2 separate regions of the Mus musculus genome follow, and region 1 is linked to region 2. Evidence: chromatin contacts called from public HiChIP or PLAC-seq data. All regions are on one chromosome and are shown on one strand. The core of a region is the stretch at or near the end of the contact, and the rest is flanking DNA. Distances in the headings are between cores, read along the strand shown.

Region 1 (4,608 bases), core at 407-2,906, 260 kb before region 2:
TCGTCCTCAATTGCTCTCCACCTTCTCTGTTGCAGTAGAGTCGATTGAGGCTAAAGCTCACTTGTGGCTGCTCTGCCTTCCTGCTTCCCTCTGAGCCTTTGGATCCCAGCTGGGCCTCACACCTGCCTGGTATTCACACGGGTGTTCAAGATCCAAACTCAGGCCCACAAGGTGAGTGTTTTACCCACTGAGTTATTTCCCCAGACCCAGAAAGACATATGTTAAGATATAAGCAGAGCCACTTTGAGAAGAATATCTGAGGATTCTGAAAAATATATGAGAAGAATATCATATCTGAATTTCGTGTAACTCTTCTTTTTAAGCAATCTGGTTGAGTTGGGTCCTGTATGAAGCTAAGTTTGTGTGACCTGACTTATCTGAGTTAGACTATGAGGGATAATTCCTCATTTGCCACATTCCTAAAACGCATTGTTAAAAGTCATCACTCAGTGGGTAGAATCACTCAGCACTCTGAAAACTCTAATTCTGAATAATTATGCTGAATTACTTGAAGAACTCAAGCAAATTAAAGTCTGGCTTATAACATTCCTTTGGAGATCTGTAAGTCTGTACTTTAAGGCACTTCTGGAATAAGACACAAATTCTCACAATTTCCAAGAAGAGTATTATTTGGACCGGTTTTGACAAATAGATAAAAATCATTTTAATTATCCTATCATTCATATGCAAATAAATGCTGTTGGAGAACCTCAGGCATCCTCCAAAAGGCTTCCAGAGTAAAGCTAGTAGTTCCTTGGTGTGTTTTTTTCCCTCCGCAAACAATTTATGCAGCAAACACTCTCTTCAGAGAAAGCACAGTGGTTGCAATCTCGCCATGGTAGAATCTTCCAGCTCCTTAGGTGTCGTGATTATTTAGTGACAGGTCACTACAGTCCTCATCATTTTACTACTCTAGTGTTAATTGTGCCATGTATTTAAAACCTTCTGGGACAAAAAGCCCAGATGGCAGTTCCTTGTGGTTTCATTTTAGCTTCAACACTAACCAGGATTCTGAAAAATAATATGGGTTTGGGGGTCGATTTGCTGATGAATATTTACCGGCTTCTTTGTCTTCATGAGCGATGTGCTGGGAGATAGTGAAGACCTTGTAAGAAAAAAAAAAAAAAGTTGGAAAATGATGAAAACTAGCCATAGTCCACTAAGGTGAGGGAGGGGTTTAGGAGCCGGTCCAGGCTGGATGAGTCCCTTAGTATGGGACTATGAAGAAGGTCATAAGCCACTCAGCCATCTAGTGGTTTGTTGTGTCTTCCCCATCGCCCCGCTCAGGACTCACGAAATTCAGACTCACTGTCTAGATAGTCAAGGATGGCCCTGACTTTCTGATCCTCCCACCTGGTGCTGGTTAACAAGTGTGTACCACACGTGGAGCCAGAGATCACTGAACCTAGGACTTCACGCACGCTAGACAAGCATTCTTCCTACTGAGCCGCATCCTGAGCTCCACGGACTGGTTCCTTCTGCTCAGGAGAATTATGGTAATGGTTGATCAATGTGCTTCTGTAAGCTGTGAGACCTTCGTTAGCTTACAGACGACTTATGGAAGGAAACCGAAAAACCGAAGAAAAGACTGACCTAAGGATAAAATGTGTGGAGGCGAGCTTGGCCAGACTCCAGGTGAATATCAGCCAAAGTTCAACGGAAGTCTGCACTGTACACAGAGCAGAGATGAGTCAGGGAAGGGAGCGGGTGAGCTGTGATCCTCCTTGCCCTCGGGGGTCGTCATCGTATACTGGTCCACAATGGCAAAGGGAGCCGGGATAACTGGTGTCCAGAAGCTCCGTGAGTATGTACGGTGAAGGAGACATACCAGGACCGCTGCAGGGAGGCCCATCACCTTTACTTAGGGTGATTCAGGTTTATATAATTTGGAGAACGCAGGGGAATCTCAGGTGCTAGCTGAACGGGTTCTTGTCAGGAGAAAGTAAGCTGAACCTGTAATCTAACTAAAACTGTCTATAGTTAGAGGTGTGTGTGTGGGGGGGGGGGGGTTAATTCCCCAGACAAGGTCAGAGAAGGAAGTGGAAGCCCTGCCAACAAGGGAGTCCTCCCTTCTGTGATGAACTGGGAGGGTATCTGGTTAATGGTAGACTTCGACCTTAATTAGCAGAGTTTTCCCACAGCGAGTCTTCCAGATAGATCCTCAAATGTACATTTTGTGGAGGAAGAGATAGAGCTATAGATCACAGCGTACAAGAAAGGGGTCCCTGTCTTCCCTCCATCGCCTCTGCCATGGACATCTTCCATTTATTAAGGTGCCACTCAAAAGCCACTTCTTCTGTTACCTTCTCTACTTTTCCTAACTAAAAATAATCCCTCTCATGTAGGAAATTCTCCTGTTCATACAGCACTTTCTCTTTGTGTATTGGTCACCTATGTGTTTACATTTTAAATTATATAGTCTGCAGCCTATCTAACAGAGTTCTGTCTAAATACCAATAAAAACCTTTTGTTGTTATGATTATCTTGAGATGTGGTCTTGTTATGTAACACATGTTGGCCTGGAACTCTTTCTGTATCCCAGGCTAGAATGGGACTCTAACCATCCTGTCTCAGCTACCCAAGTGCTGGGATTATAGACACACCTCAACTGGCTGTTGATGTTAGTATTTAATAAATAATTCCTAGGACCTTTTTTTAAATGGACATATTTCTTAACCTTGTCCAGACTTAAAAGAGAAACAGTTTTATTTTGTTTTTCCTCATTTGCTATTTTTTTTTTTTTTTTTTTAGATCCAGGTGGCCCATTTGAGTTGTTAGAGAAACACACTCTCTAGCAGGTGCTTCTGATCAATTCCCTGTAGTCTAGACAGGGTGATCTATATAGCTTATTCTTGCTGCAGGGAAAGCAAAATAAGGAAGGTATTCCGGCTTCATGACTTTTTCCTTTCTTTCAATAATTGCCATATATAAACTCCACCTGTTTACTTCTCCCTTTTCTCATGAATCCTGACTGTAGATCATTTAAAGTTCCCACCCAGAGCATTCCATTAACTCTGTGCTATGACTCAAATCAGTCAGTTGCCATCATCATTATTGTCCTTGTGGGCTTCTTCCAGGGGGTGGAGTCTTGGTGGCCTTAGCTTTTCTTTTTTTCTCTTTTGAATGAAAGTCAACTAGTTAGGTTTACATCCAATCCAACACTGAATAGCTTTATGTTACTAATTATCAGAGGGCCAAACAGTTCACTTGATATAAAGTAGCTAAATGTAACTCAATGTAAAAAGTTGAAAATGTTTGCAACTCTTACTAGGCTCAAGGAAGCCATTAAAAGATGACGTTAACAGTGAGAAGCTGCTTTGCACCTGATGAAAAATTCATAGTTCAAAGAAAGATGCTTTCTTCTGTCCATGAGCACTAGAGAATTTTTACGCCCTGAGGGAAGAGTGACAGATTAACATTCTGACAGATAAAACAGTGTTAATTTGTCATTTCTTCTCCTGGGAAATACGTGAGAGGCTCAATGACAATGACAATGATGATGATGATAAAGAAGAAAGACCACACCATCCATCAAGTATAGTGATGAAACACTGAATGAGTGAGTGAGTAAGTGAATGAATGAATGAATGAATGAATGAATAGAGGAAACCAATTGCTCTAATTCAAAGAAGTAGGAATGTGTGTTAGAGAGCCTCCTGGAGAGTGAGGGTTGCTCTCACCTTCCGCAAAGCCTCTGGCCCATTCTGGAAATCTTCACTGCCACTAGTACTGAGGCATCCTGCATTGAAAAAGGCACCCGTCTGCTTGTTCTGTCTCAGCTGGGCATTGCACGACCCTGCCAGTGTTTTCTGATCTTTGCACATCTTCACAAGATGGTGACAGCAAAGCAGATGACCTCTGACCTTTGCGCTATCTGTTCTCCATCAGAACTTTTTCCTTTCCTTTCCTTTCCTTTCGTTCGTTGAGTGAAGAAAGAAATGGTGAGCTCATCAGTAAATGACATCACAACTGCCTCTCGAGAGGATAGATCAGAGCTGGTGAGATGGCTCAGCTGGTATAGACACTTTCCATAGCTTAATGACCTGAGTTCAATCCCTAGGACTCACACGATGGAAGGAGAATCTCTTAAAAAGTTGACTTCAGCCGGGTGTGGTGGCACATGCCTTTAATCCCAGCACTCGGGAGGCAGAGGCAGGCCGATTTCTGAGTTCGAGGCCAGCCTGGTCTACAAAGTGAGTTCCAGGACAGCCAGGTATATACAGAGAAACCCTGTCTCAAAAAAAAAAAAAGTTGACTTCAATATGCACACCATGGCATGTGTGCCCCCAAACCTAAACATCTCTCTCTCTCTCTGATCTGTGTGTGTATGTTTCTCTGTTTCTGTCTCCATCTCTCTCTCTCTCTCTCTCTCTCTCTCTCTGTATGTCTCTATCTCCCAGAAATAAATATATGTAATAAAAAATAAAACAAGAATAATGAATACTCCTGGATGCTTTCATGTCTAGATTATTACTTGTGTGGATTTGGTCCTGGAGTTTAATGGTTTAATTATCAGGGAGTGGGGAGACAGGGATCCTTCTGTTATTGGGAATCTCTCCTTCATATTCCTTTATTGATCCTTCTGTCGCACATATACAGACAGTCAGT
Region 2 (4,732 bases), core at 1,639-4,138:
AGCGTCAGGCTAAAAACTAATGGCTCTTTAAATTCAATTTAATTTTTTCTTTTTGAGACAGGGTTTCACTATGTAGCTCACGTGGCTTGGACTTGGTTTGTACACCAGGCTGGCCTTGAACTCACAAAGATCCTACTGCTTCTGTCTCTTGAGTGCTGACATTAAAGGCGTGCATGTATAATTATATCTTTACAGAGACAATATGTGGGCTTACATTTTGATTGGACAAGATTATGGACACTATAGTTGTTACATGTTCTGCTAATTGTGTAAAATGTAAAATTTTGATGCACGTTGTACAACAATTAAACATTATAAACACATTTATCTTTTCTCATGCTGATCATTTTATTATAAAGACATATAGAGTCCTTTCTCCAAGATTTTGAAGCGAAATACACTTTTTTAAAAAAAAAGAAACCCGTAAAAAGCATTGAAGTTATTAACACATAAGAGACTCATGTCCAATTCATCTTAAGTTCTTAGGATTATTTATTCGTTTGTAGATTTAAAAATCAGACTTCTGTGATCAACAGAGACAATGTTACTTGATGCTAATTGTTGGTGGTGTGATTTTTAAATAGGTCACCTACAATCAGTGAGTTTGTACCGACAAATCATTGAAATCTGCTAAACATCGCTTACATATAACTATCATTGATTTAAAACTATTATTCATGAAAACTATCTTTTTCCAAAATGCTTATAACAAATATTTTAAATTGGGCACCTTCATGAGTGTCCTGATAAAGTAGTGAACACAGCAGTACTGGGAGGATATTGCAATAGACAATCTCAGGAATTAGTTTTTGAGGGCAGTGATGGGGACGTTAAGAAGGTATTGACAGTACTAATAAGCAGTGGTGGTTTTTCTGTTGTCTCCTTTAGCCCGGCGAGCTGAAGGACTGGTTTGTGGGCCGCAGCAACGCCCAGGGAATAGATCTGAACCGTAACTTCCCAGACCTGGACAGGATCGTGTATGTTAATGAGAAAGAAGGCGGTCCTAACAATCACCTGCTGAAGAATCTGAAGAAAATTGTGGACCAAAATTCAAAGGTAGCATGTGTGTGGCTTTCCCGGGGTCTGCCGCATAGCTGGGGAAGTATGTTTCAGTGTCTTCGGTACAGTGAATGACACAGGAGTGACATGAATCGTTTTTGCTTTTGTTTTTGTTTTTTTTTCCTGTTTTCAAGACACGGTTTCTCTCTAGTCTTGGCTGTCCTGGAACTTACTCTGTAGTCCAGGCTGGCACTGAACTCAGAGATCTGCCTGCCTCTGCCCTCCTGTGTTGCTGGGCGTAGTATGTGCTATACATCTTGAGTTACGTTTGACTCAAGGCTAAGGCTGGAGCGGCTGGAGTCTGGGACTTTGCTTCACTCTGAGGACTAAGGATAAATTGTGAAAAAGGAAGGGGGCGGGGGAGCAGAAAACACAGCAGTGAGTCTTGCCTGGAGGAAGCCCTTTCCCCACCTGACCACCAAGTTCTGCAGGACTCCACAGTGTTGATCTTTGTCCTTTCCCTCTAAACCTTCTCCTGCAAAATTTCACATCACCTGCTGTCTTAGTGAGGGTTTTACAGCTGTAAACAGACCCCATGAGCAAGACAACTCTTATAAAGGACAACATTTAATTGGGGCTGGCTTACAGATTCAGAGGTTCAGTCCATTACCATCAAGGCAGGAGCATGGCAGAATCCAGGCAGGCATGGTGCAGCGGGAGCTGAGAGTTCTACAGCTTCATTTGAAGGCTGCTAAAAGTCTGGCTTCCAGGCAGCTACATGACTGTCGTAAAGCCCATGCCCACAGTGACACATCACTCCAACAAGGCCACTCCCACTCCAACAAGGCCACACCCACTCCAACAAGGCCACACCTTCAAATAGTGCCACTCCCTGGGTCAACAATAGTCAAACTATTATACCTACCTTTTCTATTGCCCCTCAACTCTGCTGAGTTTCTTTCCATACCCTGTCTGTCTTGGAGGAGACACAGCCTTCCTCCGGGTCCCTTGCATTCACCTACTTCCCAGTACTCATATCCTTGCCTGGCGTGTTCCCATCAGCTGTATTAAGAGCCCCTAAAATTCCACATCTCTAATTCCTTCCAGACCTCCAGGGAACGTCTGTTGTTCCGTTGCCCTTGCTCACAGGGTCCCCTTATCAGGTGGTACCTAGGACCCCAAGCTCAGCTTATCTAGAAAGAAGTGTTTCCCCTTAGAACAGTTTTTGTTTCCCTCATCCCTACCATCCCGTCTTTCACTTCCTATCTCTGTCGCTGCTCACAGCAGTTAGCCCTTATTTCCCAAAGACTTGACCTCCTGACCCCATTCATTTCCATCTCAGTTCCTGGCTTAGTTCAGCCCCATTGTCTTCTCTTCCTTCTTCTTGTTCTTTCTTTTTTTTTTTTTTTTTTAATTTCAATTTTTTTTGGAGATAGGGTCTTGCTACTTAGCCCAGGCTAGCCTTTGACATCCTTTTACTTCTATCCCCAAGTGCTGCTGCATCTGCCCTGTGGTGTCTGTTACTTCCAGGATGTTCTTAAGTGAGGTTTTGGAAAGTAGAATCTCATTATAGCTCCAAGACCCTTCAGACAGATGCCCTGTGGATGCTGTGGATGCTGGCTCTGGTGGTCATCTGCTCTAGTCATACCCCCAAGTGTACCATCTGCTAACAATACAGTGTTCACATTGGCTGCTGTTCTAATTGATTAGAATATTCTTCCCTTCCACTTTGAGTTACTTCCTCCACGTGACCTTCCCCTCTCGGACACAGCTCCTGTTTGATGTTCCTTGTGTTCTGCAGTGGGGGTGCTGTTCTTATAGAGCTGCATGTGTCTGACAGCATAGTCATTTATTTATAGGGTTGCTTGCTCTTTGACTTCAGACTTCAGTCCATTGCTTGTGATGATTCATAGCTGAGCCTGACACATAGTCAGCTGAGGGCCTCATATGAGTAAGTATACACAAGGCTCACCAGTGAATTGCTGTGTCTGAAGAATGAACCCAACGGAAATCAACAGCTGGAGTTCAGACAGGCATCCATCGTGTGCAGAGACACTGGGAGGGGCTGAGTGGGACAGAGGAGGGCAGTGTAATCATCTGTAAGGTATAAGATGAAAGGCAGGCCTTGGAGGCTGGCTCTGGTATTTGTCCACATACTTTCTCTAGTGCATGCATTCATGTCTTTAACTCTGAGAAAGGAGGAAAATAATTCCTGTTGCCCCTCTTAGAAAAACTGTGAGAATCTCTTCTTCATAGGAGGACTGATTGGCAACTTGGTGCACATGAGATTGTTTCCAGCCAGTATGGCTGTTTCCCTCTCTAGTTAAACCCAAGTCTTGCGTGCATGATTGCTCTATGGTGTTGGCATACAATTGCTTTGGGCAGTCTCATTAAGAGATGCCAATGGAACCTGGAGAGATGGCTTATTGGTGAAGAGCACTTGCTGCTCGTACAGAAGACCTGAGTTTGGTTCTGAGCGCCTATGTTGGGAAGATCACAATCACTGTAACACCAGTTCCACGGGATCTGGCGCCCTCTTTTAGCCTCTGGATGCACTTGCATTCATGGGCACATACTCACAGGCATACATAATTACAAATAAAAATAAATCTTAAAAAAGACATGCTAATGTACATTTAAAATGAGAGCTTTCATTTAAAATACCCATTGCTGCTTTTAAATGAAAGAAAATGTTACATAATTAAACTTTAATTCATTACTCAAGATAAGAGCAAGGTTTTTTGTTGTTCTTTGTTTTGTTTTTTGTTTTTTGTTTTTTGTTTTTCTTTTTTTTAAGACAGGGTTTCTCTGTGTAGCCCTGGCCGTTCTGGAACTCACTTTGTAGACCAGGCTGGCCTCGAACTCAAAGATCCACCTGCCTCTGCCTCTTGAGTGCTGGGATTAAAGGTGTGCACTGACAAGAGCAAGATTTATTTACTATAGTAAATCTTTAGTGGTTTGAATAATAATGGCCCTCGTGGACTCATGTATTTGAATACTTGCTTCTCAGTTGGTGAAACTGTTTGGGAATTAGGAGGTGTTAAAGGAGGATGTCCTATCCCTTCCCTGCTGATCATGGACTCTAACCCTCTGAAACTGTAAGACCCATGTAAACCATTTCTTCTATAAGTTGCTTTGGTGCCAAATCACAGCAATAGCAAAGTATCTAGTAAAAGGTAACTAATAATTCATGTCTGGTTCCCCTCCTTTACTTTTGACATTAAGAATAAAACAACATTTAGACTCAGAGCAAGTGATTCAATAATGGCCTACATAGTCTTCATTTTCAAGTTCCTATTTCTCACCATAGCATCTTTACCCCTCAAAAAGGGCTTTGCTTCTCAAGATTTATTTTGTTTTGTGTGCCAGGAATCATGGTTTAGGATGCAGAGTTCCTTGGATACAAATTCAGGGTCTGTGGATGACAGATGACAGGAAAAAAAAAATCCTATTTCCTTAGGAAGCCCTGCAGATATCACCGTGTTCCAGTGAGACACCATTAGGGACCAATACCGTCCTCATTTTTCAGACATTAGGAATAAAATTCTTCTCTCACTTTCCCAGTTTTACTCCTAAGTCATTTCTCATCTAGCCCCAAGCTTCTCAGCCTGGCTGCCTCCACGGTTGCTTGAGTTCAGCTCGTGAGCCTTGGCCTGAATTGCTCGAAGACAGCAGGGCTTAAAATACATCTGATAATTTATTAGTGTTATGCTTCTCTTCACTGGCTGGAGTT

What was found. HiChIP or PLAC-seq counts read pairs in DNA pulled down with a chosen protein or histone mark.
Region 1: a contact with region 2 is called in a FOXA1 HiChIP or PLAC-seq map of pancreatic cancer cells. The contact joins two enhancer-like sites. A contact is called at or near these places in 1 of 15 datasets of contacts at CTCF or cohesin (large pre-B cells), 8 of 484 Hi-C or Micro-C datasets (CD8 T cells, the G1E-ER4 cell line, bone marrow-derived macrophages and 2 more), 1 of 115 datasets of contacts at active chromatin or transcription factors (pancreatic cancer cells) and 2 of 9 other capture datasets (adipose tissue and liver).

Annotation. Positions count from the first base shown.
Region 1 is chr8:64,874,904-64,879,511 of GRCm38.p6, reverse strand. Gm40501 (a long non-coding RNA gene) reads left to right here. Exons shown (of 3, transcript XR_870468.2): 2 at 36-171; 3 at 1,288-2,515. Among named protein-coding and RNA genes, the nearest start is that of Gm40501, 3.8 kb to the left of the region's middle. Within about 2 kb of position 1,656, at least 24 of the 459 cell types and tissues checked have an H3K27ac peak or open chromatin away from gene starts, as enhancers often do. A contact at or near this core is called in pancreatic cancer cells, where this site is marked.
Region 2 is chr8:64,613,862-64,618,593 of GRCm38.p6, reverse strand. Cpe (carboxypeptidase E) reads left to right here. Exons shown (of 9, transcript NM_013494.4): 3 at 889-1,056. Among named protein-coding and RNA genes, the nearest start is that of Cpe, 77 kb to the left of the region's middle. Within about 2 kb of position 2,888, at least 42 of the 459 cell types and tissues checked have an H3K27ac peak or open chromatin away from gene starts, as enhancers often do. A contact at or near this core is called in pancreatic cancer cells, where this site is marked.